2 separate regions of the Sus scrofa genome follow, and region 1 is linked to region 2. Evidence: chromatin contacts called from public promoter capture Hi-C data. All regions are on one chromosome and are shown on one strand. The core of a region is the stretch at or near the end of the contact, and the rest is flanking DNA. Distances in the headings are between cores, read along the strand shown.

Region 1 (4,538 bases), core at 514-3,013, 2.0 Mb after region 2:
TTGGGAAGAAAGGACAACAGAAGACTGTCTAAAGGATGCCTGGATTCCTTATTATCTCAGGACTCTAAATACTCTAACAGCTGTCCAGTGTTGGTGATTCCAATGGACTGTATCTCTGTGAAAAACACAATTTTGCCTTTTTGTAATTCTATTTGAGCAAGTTGGAAGTTTAATTAGCTTTCCAACCAACCAAATTTCTGCATTCGAGTCTTAACCATATTTAAGTGTTACTGTGGCTTCAAAGAAGCTATTGATTCTGAAGTAGTGGGTTTTGATTGAGTTGACTGTTTTTAAAAAACTGTTTGGATTTTAATTGTGATGCAGAAGTTATAGTAACAAACATTTGGTTTTGTACAGACATTATTTCCACTTCGGTGGATAAGCTCAATAAAGGTCATATCCCAAACTAGTTGTGTATTAAATTCACTTGATTATGATGGGAACAACTTTTGTTTTGAATAACTATCTTATCCAGCAATAACTTAATAAGCACGTTTCTTACCTTGAAATTAAAATGTTAATTTTGTAGATCAACAAACCTCGAAGGCTAAAGCATATATATATTTTTTAATGCTATGAGATGAACTATTAAAGATTTTAAAACTTCAGTAGGAGCTTGGAACTGGACAAGGTGATGTTTTTTAGGTTAAATTTGATCATCTCAATTTGTCGCTGCACTTGCTGTTTGTGACAGCAGCACTACATCCAGAGCACTGTCATGGACTGGGGCAGGTAGGGAAGTTCTGTATATTGCTACCTCCACAGAAGGTACTTTCAGTATAAACAGTGAAGTGTTTCCTGTGTTCTCCCACTGTTTCAAAGGCTACCTGGATTAAACTGTTCAGTATGCACCATCTAATCCCGTTTTTACAGAAAAGAATCAAGGTTGGAGTTCCCCTGTGGAATAGCAGATTAAAGGTCCCGTGTTGTCACTGCAGGGGCTCCAGTGGCTGCTGTGGTGGGGGTTTGGTCACTGCCCTGGGGAACTTCTACATGCCTTGGACTCACCAAAAAAGAATCAGGGTTTCTCTGAAAGTCCTGAGTTGATCATATTTGCTGTCATGGCTGTCTTTACTGAACATTGTATGAAACGATTATTTTGTGGTTAAGTTGATTGGATCGTTTTGACATGACACTTGGCTTCTGACAAGTTCTTAGTTTTTGAAACTCGGATTAGGTCATTACAAGGCTCATCCTGCACACGGAGACCAGTATGACAGGTATAGCATTTCACAGGGGTAATGTGAAAAAAGAGTAGGGAGAAAACCAGCAAATAGATACATGATGGTAATACATTCCCAACGAGCTGATTCCTTCCTCGTTTTGGTCATGTAGGATTATTAGGGTTCCGGTTTTTCGCCAGAGTAAAGGCAAACTGCAAATTGTGTTTACTTTAACTCCCGGATGTACTAAGGAGATGGTTTTACTGCAGCTGGGTCAGGAAAGTGCTGAAAGAGGCAATGAAACAAGCCCTGAGTTAGGGTCGAAAGGCCCTCTACTGTGTCCCAGTACACCTGTGCCGGAAGCGCAGCCCTCACCTGACCGAATCCTCCCCAGGCTGAGGGGGGCCCTGAGGCGGGGCCTTCGACCTCTGGGAATTTTCCTGAAAGCGAACATGCCCACCCCGATCCGTAGCCCGGCCGCTAGGAAAACCGGCGGCCGCCGACGCGGGCCACCACGGGAGGTCAGAGGGCGCGGCGCAGTCCGGGCGGCCGGGTCCCCGCCCCGGTGGAACCCCCGGCGGGCAGCAGGCCTGGCATCTCCCGCCCCCGCGCCGTCCAGGTTGGTCAGCTCCGAGCCTGCTGGCGCCCCGCACGGACCGCCGAGTCGGCAGGGACAGCCAAGCCCTGGAGCTCTGTCCGGGGGCCGCGAAGGATGCAGCTCGCGCGGTAGTTGCCCGCGGGGGGCGGGGAGGCCGCCGTGAGGAGGCGGAGCTGCGAGCCCGCCAGTGCGCCCGGGCCTCGCCGCCGCCGCCGCGGTCTCCTGCGCTCCTCCCCGTTCGCCTCCGCACGCCCCCGTCCCCGGCCGGCCTCGCCTCCACGGCGGCGGCGGCTTCCGCCCCTCGTAGCTGCGCTCCCGCAGGAAACGGAAGAAGGCGCAAGCCATGGAGGGGAACCGGGACGAGGCGGAGAAATGTGTCGAGATCGCCCGGGAGGCCCTGAACGCCGGCAACCGCGAGAAGGCCCAGCGCTTCCTGCAGAAGGCCGAGAAGCTCTACCCGCTGCCCTCGGCCCGCGGTGAGGCCCTCGCTCTCCCTTTCCTCCCCGCCCGGCCCCCAGGCCGCCGCGCAGCCCGCTCTCGCCCCCACCCTCGGCCCTCCGGGAGCCAGCGGGGCTCCCGGCCTGCCCGACCCCGCGGCGGGGCCCCCGGGAGCAGCATCCCGACACACCCCCGCCCCGGCCCTGACTGCCCCCGGCCGAGCCCGCCCTGGGCCGCCCCGCCACGGGCCGCCCGAGACGCCCTCCTCACCTGCCTGCGAGATGCCCGCTCGCCGCCGACACGCAGGAGTTGCCGGTTCCCTGGTCGGTTTTCGTACTGTCCAGCTGTCATTCTCCCAGGAGACTCGCCGGGTTGTGTCTTCGCAGAGTGGGGCTTTCTGTCTGGGTGTTTGGTTGTGTGGCGCCCACCCTTCTCATCCTCACCCCCAAGTAAGGCCTAGGCCCCTAATGAGGTGAGAGGAACCGGGAACTCTAGTGGCTAATGTACAGGTCCCTGGTTCCACCGCCTCTAGGGTAGAAAACACTGTGCCCAAAGCAAACATTTTCGAATACTTGAGATGACATTGCTTTTCCCTGGGAGGGAGTTCGTTTAGAAGAGAGGAGCACCAATTTGGCAAAAATGATGGAGTCAGTAACCATTTGCTAAAGAGTATCCGTTGTTATAGCACCGTAATTGTAGACAAATGAGATACAGGTTTAGGAAGAGAGTACTGGACTGCCCTTAGTCGAATTCCTTCTGTTCCCATCCTGCTCTCTAGGCTTTAAAATCTTTAAAATAATTATAGCCAACATTTATTGAGCACTTACTTAAAGTACCTAGGGTTTTATATGAATTATTTACTCCTCGGAACAATCCTAGGATTCATTTGGCCAGGCTTACTCATATGGAAACAGACTTTTTGATGAATGAATGATGGATGAACGAAAACATACCCAAGGTCACACGGTAATTAGTGGCAAAGTCGGAATAGACTTGAGCTCTCTAGCTCCAAAAACCACTACCCTCCATTGCCTGGCCTATAGGGTACTGTTTCACTTGAGGTTCAAGGCATTTCCAGATTAAGAAAATTATCAGTAAGTCAGAAAGAAGGTGGGGCTACTTGTTTCATTGTTGTTTTCTTAATTTTTTTTCTACATTGTTGAAGCTTTACTTTTCTCTGTCCTTTCTGTTACATTGCTGTTGAGGACTGTACCAGGGAGGACAGGAGAGGGAAATGAAATTAAATAATAATTATTTTGTTAAATGTTGCAAAACTGTGAAATTTTTCAACTTAACCATTTTTAAGTGTACAGTTGAGTAGTGTTAACCGCTTTCACATTGTGGTACGACAAATCTCCAGAATTTTCACCTGACAAAATTGAAACTATCCCAATTAAATAGTTGCCCATTTTCCCCACCCACCCAGCTCCTGGCAACCACCATCATACTTTCAAAAATTTGACTACTTTGAATACCTTATATAAGTGGAATCATACAGAATTTGCCCTTTTGACTTTCTTTTTTAACTTAGCATAATGTTTTTGAAATTTATCCATGTTGTAGCATAAATATAATGGGAGTTCCTTTTTTTTTTTTTTTTTTTTGTCTTTTTGTCTTTTTGTTGTTGTTGTTGTTGTTGTTGTTGCTATCTCTTGGGCCGCTTCCGCGGCATATGGAGGTTCCCAGGCTAGGGGTTGAATCGGAGCTGTAGCCACCGGCCTACGCCAGAGCCACAGCAACGCGGGATTCGAGCCGCGTCTGCAACCTACACCACAGCTCACGGCAACGCCGGATTGTTAACCCACTGAGCAAGGGCAGGGACCGAACCCGCAACCTCATGGTTCCTAGTCGGATTCGTTAACCACTGCGCCACGACGGGAGGGAGTTCCTTTTTAAAGGCTGCGTAATAGTCCCTTTCGTGTATATACCACGTTTTCAATATCCATTCATCATCTACTAAGAGATTGTTGTTTCTGTATCTTGGCTATTGTGAATAATGCTGCTCTGAACATAAGTGTGCAAGTATTTCTCTTTGTGATCCTTTCAAATTCTTTTGGATATATACCCAGAAATGAGATTGCTTGATCATATTGGTAATTCTTTTTTCACTTTTTTGAGGAACTGCCATACTTTTTTCATGGCTGATATGCCATTTTACATTCCTACCAACAGTGTGCAAGTGTTGCAGGTTTTTGGTTTTTTTTTTTTTTTCCCATCTTTTTAGGGCAGCACCCATGGCATATGGAAGTTCCCAGGGTAGAGGTTGAATTGGAGCTTTAGCTGCTGGCCTATGTCAAAGCCAGGAATCGAACCCATATCCTTGTGGATCCTAGTCAGGT
Region 2 (4,556 bases), core at 1,284-3,783:
GGAGATAATGTTGGATCCCACAGTTTTAGGGCTAAGCCCTATAAGACTGTCCCCTCACCCATATCCGTCACAAAGTCCAGGTTGTCACCTGTGCTTCTGATAAACTAGCTATAGATTGGAGGATCCAATGACTCACAGAACTCGAGAGACATTTTACTTGCTCCACCCCTAGTTTATTACAAAAAATAACTCAGGCACAGCCAGATGGAAGAGGTGCACAGGCTGAGGTTTGGAGAAAGGGGGCATAGCTTCCCTCTCTGACTGCACTACTATCTATGCCTCCACATGTTCACCCATTGGTAATCTCTCCCAACCCAGTCCTTATGGATTTTTAAGAAGGCTTCATTATGTAGGCATGGACGCTTAAATCATTGACCACTGGTGATTGATTCAATGTGCAGCTCCTCTGCTCTCTGCAGAGGTCAAGAGGGCGGAATTGAAAGTTCCAACCCTCTAATCACATGGTTGGTTTTCCTAGCAACTAACCTCCGTCCTTAGTTGGGGGTCCAAGAGTCTCCTTTAACACCCTCATCACCTAGGAAATTCCAAGGCTTTTAGGAGCTCTGCGCCTGAAATAGAGATGAAGCCCACACATGTATTTCTTATTATAAATCACACTGTCACATGCCCCATGTCAGGCTGACCTCTTCACTGCACAGATGTTCATACCTCGTGCTAGTGCTGGGCAGGGTCTTCCTCCTCACCCTTGCCCATCTCAGACATTCTGTGTGGGGCCACCATCAAGCACGGATGCCCTCCTCTCACTCCCAGGCTCTGACTCCACCCTTGGCTGCCTCTCTTTCTCTTCTCTGATCCAAGTGTGTCCTCCAAACTTAGCTCTGACTCTTGGCAGCCCACAGCAGGCCACTGCTTTGTGTAGATACCCTCCTTTTTCAGCTTGGGTTCTGACAAACCACACTGGGAAGGGTGTTTCATTCATCAGACCTGGGTACGAACATTCTGTGCAGGGTTGCGTGAATACACGCTTACCCCATTAGCGATACAGCCTCTGATTTCCAACGTTTCCTCCCCAATCTCGACATCTTTGTCACCCTGCTTAGCCTCTAACTGCCCATGCTAAATTCTGAAAGAGAAAGAACATCTGTCTATACCCTGGCCAGTGCTCATGGCATGTTCCCTTCATTATTACCATTTAAAATGGCTTGACTTTTAAAAGCACATTTCTGAGAAAAATGAGTCTTTACATTACACCTTGTTTCAGACTGGAAGTCCTTTTCTTCAATAATGTTATTGGTAGAATGCTGTGTCTTGGGCTCTAAAACATTATTTAAGTAGTCCTTTGGTGATTATATTTCATTAGAATGGAAGCTCTACAAATGAGCCTCACCAATTTAGTAGTTAGTTGTAATTTTCAGAATACTCTCTTTTAATTGTATGCTTACGTTATGTTCACTGTTTTTGGTAAAGTTGCCAAGCAGGTCGATTGTTATTTATTTGACTGCTTATCACCATTTGAGGTTGATGGGCTGGCAAAATTTATCTGTCTGTCTGTCTGTCTGTCTATCTGTTTATCTAGAATTAGAGAGGACATGAATGGCTGATAAACCTTTATTTTAAAAATTCACAATATAAAATGTATATTATTTGAAACCCATTTACATCTGTGGAAAGTCCAACATACTATCAATGTTGCAGTTGAAGCTGGGAATGAACAACTTGTTGGGTGTAGATGAACCATCTAGAAAGCTCATTGATTTCCAAGAATCACTTCGAGTTACTGGGGTCAAAAAGAAAAACAGGCATCAAACTACATTTGAGAATCCAAGAATAATCTGGACGTGTTCCCATCAGTTGTGTAGTTTAAGAAGTTTAAGTGTGACATGAACTTACTTCTATCCTTGGGTGATGATGGTGTTTTTGTGTCAGTGTCATTCTGTAAACTAATATCAACAAATACACAGATTGTATAATTGGAAGGGGCACACCATGAAGATTTTTTTGATCTCCCTCCAAGGCACCAATCGTTCTACTAAGTACCCATGGGGTTGAATAACTTTCCAGTGGTGAAATTACTACCTCCCAAAGCAAAGTGTGCCTTATTTTCTGCAGAAATCTTCCTGCCCTGTTCCTGCTGCCTTCTGCTCTCTGCAGTTAGAATGCAGTTAAACCCTCTCCATAGCACCTCAGCTATGTCCCACTAGAGAGCTTCCTCCTTCAGGAAGATTCTCTCCCTGACTCTTTCTTGCACTAAGTTCCTCATGAGAAATGAGATTCTTTCCCCTGCCCCTTGTCTGGACTTAGTGTATCTTTTAAAATGTGCTGTTTTAGGAGGCTGTGCATTCTTCCTCGTGAAAGACAAGAACATTTTTGAGTTCCTCTTATTGTCCTAAGCTGAGTGAATCGTGGTTTCACTTTATTTCTGGACAGTTACAGCCAACAGACACAACCTTTGCCCCCAAACACCGCATTCACTTTGCACAAATTTGTTGACCTCACACCTAAATCAGCTTTTATTGAACCCTCATCTGAACAAACAAACATTCATTCTGATCTGCGGATATCCCGTGCGGCGTCAGGAAGGGCCGGCTCTGCACTGCTGGCTCAGTGAGCTTGCCACCGATACAGATTCGGTTTCCTTTTGCTCCTGACTTTAAGAAGTAAGACAAAAAAGCAATTCCTGCTAATCTCTTAGACAATGCAAAAGGCTCCACACTCTATTCCAGGAAGCTGGTTTCAACAAGGTAACAGACCACCAAGCCCAGAAGGGAGTCTAGGGATATCGACAAGGAGGTGGCATTCAGGTAACCTCTGGGGGTGAGGGCGGGGAGGCCGCTCGGCTGAGGGTGGGAGGGCTCAACCCCAGCCAGGAGGAAAGGGCAGCGGCTGTGCGCCCTGGCGTGGACACGCGCAGGAGTTCAGGATGGGGAGTGTGTCACCACGTGCTGCAGGGAGGCGGGGACAGGGCCCTTCTCCGGTTATCTGTTTAAGAGCTAGAGCCGGATCTCCCAGTTTCATAGCGGATTTGCCAGAGATAGTGTTGGGAGGGAGGAAGAGGGAGGGAGTAGAGAGAGGCAGACAGTGACTCACGTGGACATAAACAGACGCAGAAACAAGAAACAAACAGGCGAGGTGAGAGGTTAGAAGTAGCTAACCTACTAGCTTGCCCAGGCGGAGAAGAGGTCTGGGAGAGGGAGGGTCCCGATTAGACGCTCAAACCCCAGGACCCTGAGGTGGCCATTTCCTGCGGCTTCCTGGGGACTACACGTCTCACCCCTTCTACGTTTGCTCTGAAGGAATTAAGCAGAAAGAAAGGAAGAGGAGGTGGGGTTCGACAGCCAGTGTGGTTTTACTTTTTCCTAAGAAGTGGCGCGGTTTGGGGCTTTCTCTCCGGAAGGAGCATGTGTCATCACACTGTGCGCTAAACCTGGGACGTTTGCAAACCCGGCTCCGGGGCAGTTGGCCCCATGCCCGGCCAGGCGTTCGAGGGCTCTGGCCTCACAGTGCTCCCGGGGCTGGCCGGCGGGTGGCCTGGTGGCCTTTATCTCTGTCCCCCCTTTGTCCTCTTTATCTCAGGCTCTCCAGGAGGCCCGGGGGCCCGCTCTGTCTATCGCTCCCCACCCCCGGCTGCACCGTCACTTCAATGCCCGGCAGATCGCGGGCTGCGGCTCTTTCAAAGGCGGCGGAGGACCAGGGGCGCCCCGCGCCAAGGCTGACTCGGACCGGCGCCGAAGCCTGACCCGTGCGCCCTTGGGCACCGACGCGCGTCCCTGTGCACTTCGGGCCCGCGTGGGGCAGCCCCGGCCAGGATGGCCCCAGGCCGGGCGGTGGCAGGGCTCCTGTTGCTGGCGGCCGCCGGCCTCGGAGGAGAGACTGCGGGGCCCGAGCTCGCCTTCAGCGAGGATGTGCTGAGCGTGTTCGGCGCGAACAGGAGCCTGTCGGTGGCGCAGCTCCGGCGCTTGTTGGAGCAGCTGGGATCCGGCCCCGTGGAGGGCGCCCCCGAGCTCGGGCAGCTGCACTTCAACCAGGTAGGTCCCGGCCCGGCTGCTCCTCCGCGCCAGGTTGTCGGGAGACGTCCATTTGCCCTCGAACGCTCTTTATTGGGGAAAAGTGCGGGAAAAAGAATTTCTCCAGTCTGAGACGGGTGGGTCCTGTTTTTCACTAGACCCAGCTTTCTAGTTGGGGTTCAAGGGCTGTCGGTGTCGAGGGAGCCACACATTGCAGTTTTATGCCCAATGAGCTGAGCAGTCAGACGGTCGTGGTTCGAAGATATTATAGAAAAGTTTATAAAGTAGTTGAGGGTGGAAAGCACCTTAAGAGATGCTTTTTAGATAGGGATGGCGAACTGAAGCCTTCCCAGCAGAGACAGAGTTTCGCAGGCTACCCTCGTTGCTCAGTGCAAAACGACTGCCAAGGAGCTATGATGTAGTTCTGTCTGGCCTGTGTACACCACACGAGGCATTTAGGGCTGAAGGGTCCATTGAATAGAAATAGGGAGACCCGAGGGAAGGGGAGGCGGCGCGGGGGTGGGGGTCGCTGAGACCAAGATCCCACATCCATTTGGGGCCGACCTAGGTTGAGATCCATAGTTTTAGTTA

The links. Promoter capture Hi-C pulls out the DNA fragments that hold promoters and counts their contacts.
Region 1: a contact with region 2 is called in a promoter capture Hi-C map of fetal liver, with 4 times the contacts expected there. The contact joins the promoter of DNAJB14 here to the promoter of SLC39A8 in region 2. A contact is called at or near these places in 2 of 5 promoter capture datasets (fetal liver and liver) and 1 of 2 datasets of contacts at active chromatin or transcription factors (alveolar macrophages).

Annotation. Positions count from the first base shown.
Region 1 is chr8:120,565,632-120,570,169 of Sscrofa11.1, forward strand. DNAJB14 (dnaJ homolog subfamily B member 14) reads left to right here and starts at 1,764. Exons shown (of 8, transcript XM_021101721.1): 1 at 1,764-2,237. The coding sequence starts at 2,105. H2AFZ (H2A histone family, member Z) reads left to right here. Exons shown (of 5, transcript NM_001123122.1): 5 at 1-392. The coding sequence ends at 32.
Region 2 is chr8:118,602,319-118,606,874 of Sscrofa11.1, forward strand. SLC39A8 (zinc transporter ZIP8) reads left to right here and starts at 2,534. Exons shown (of 9, transcript XM_021101718.1): 1 at 2,534-2,762; 2 at 3,535-3,986. The coding sequence starts at 3,768.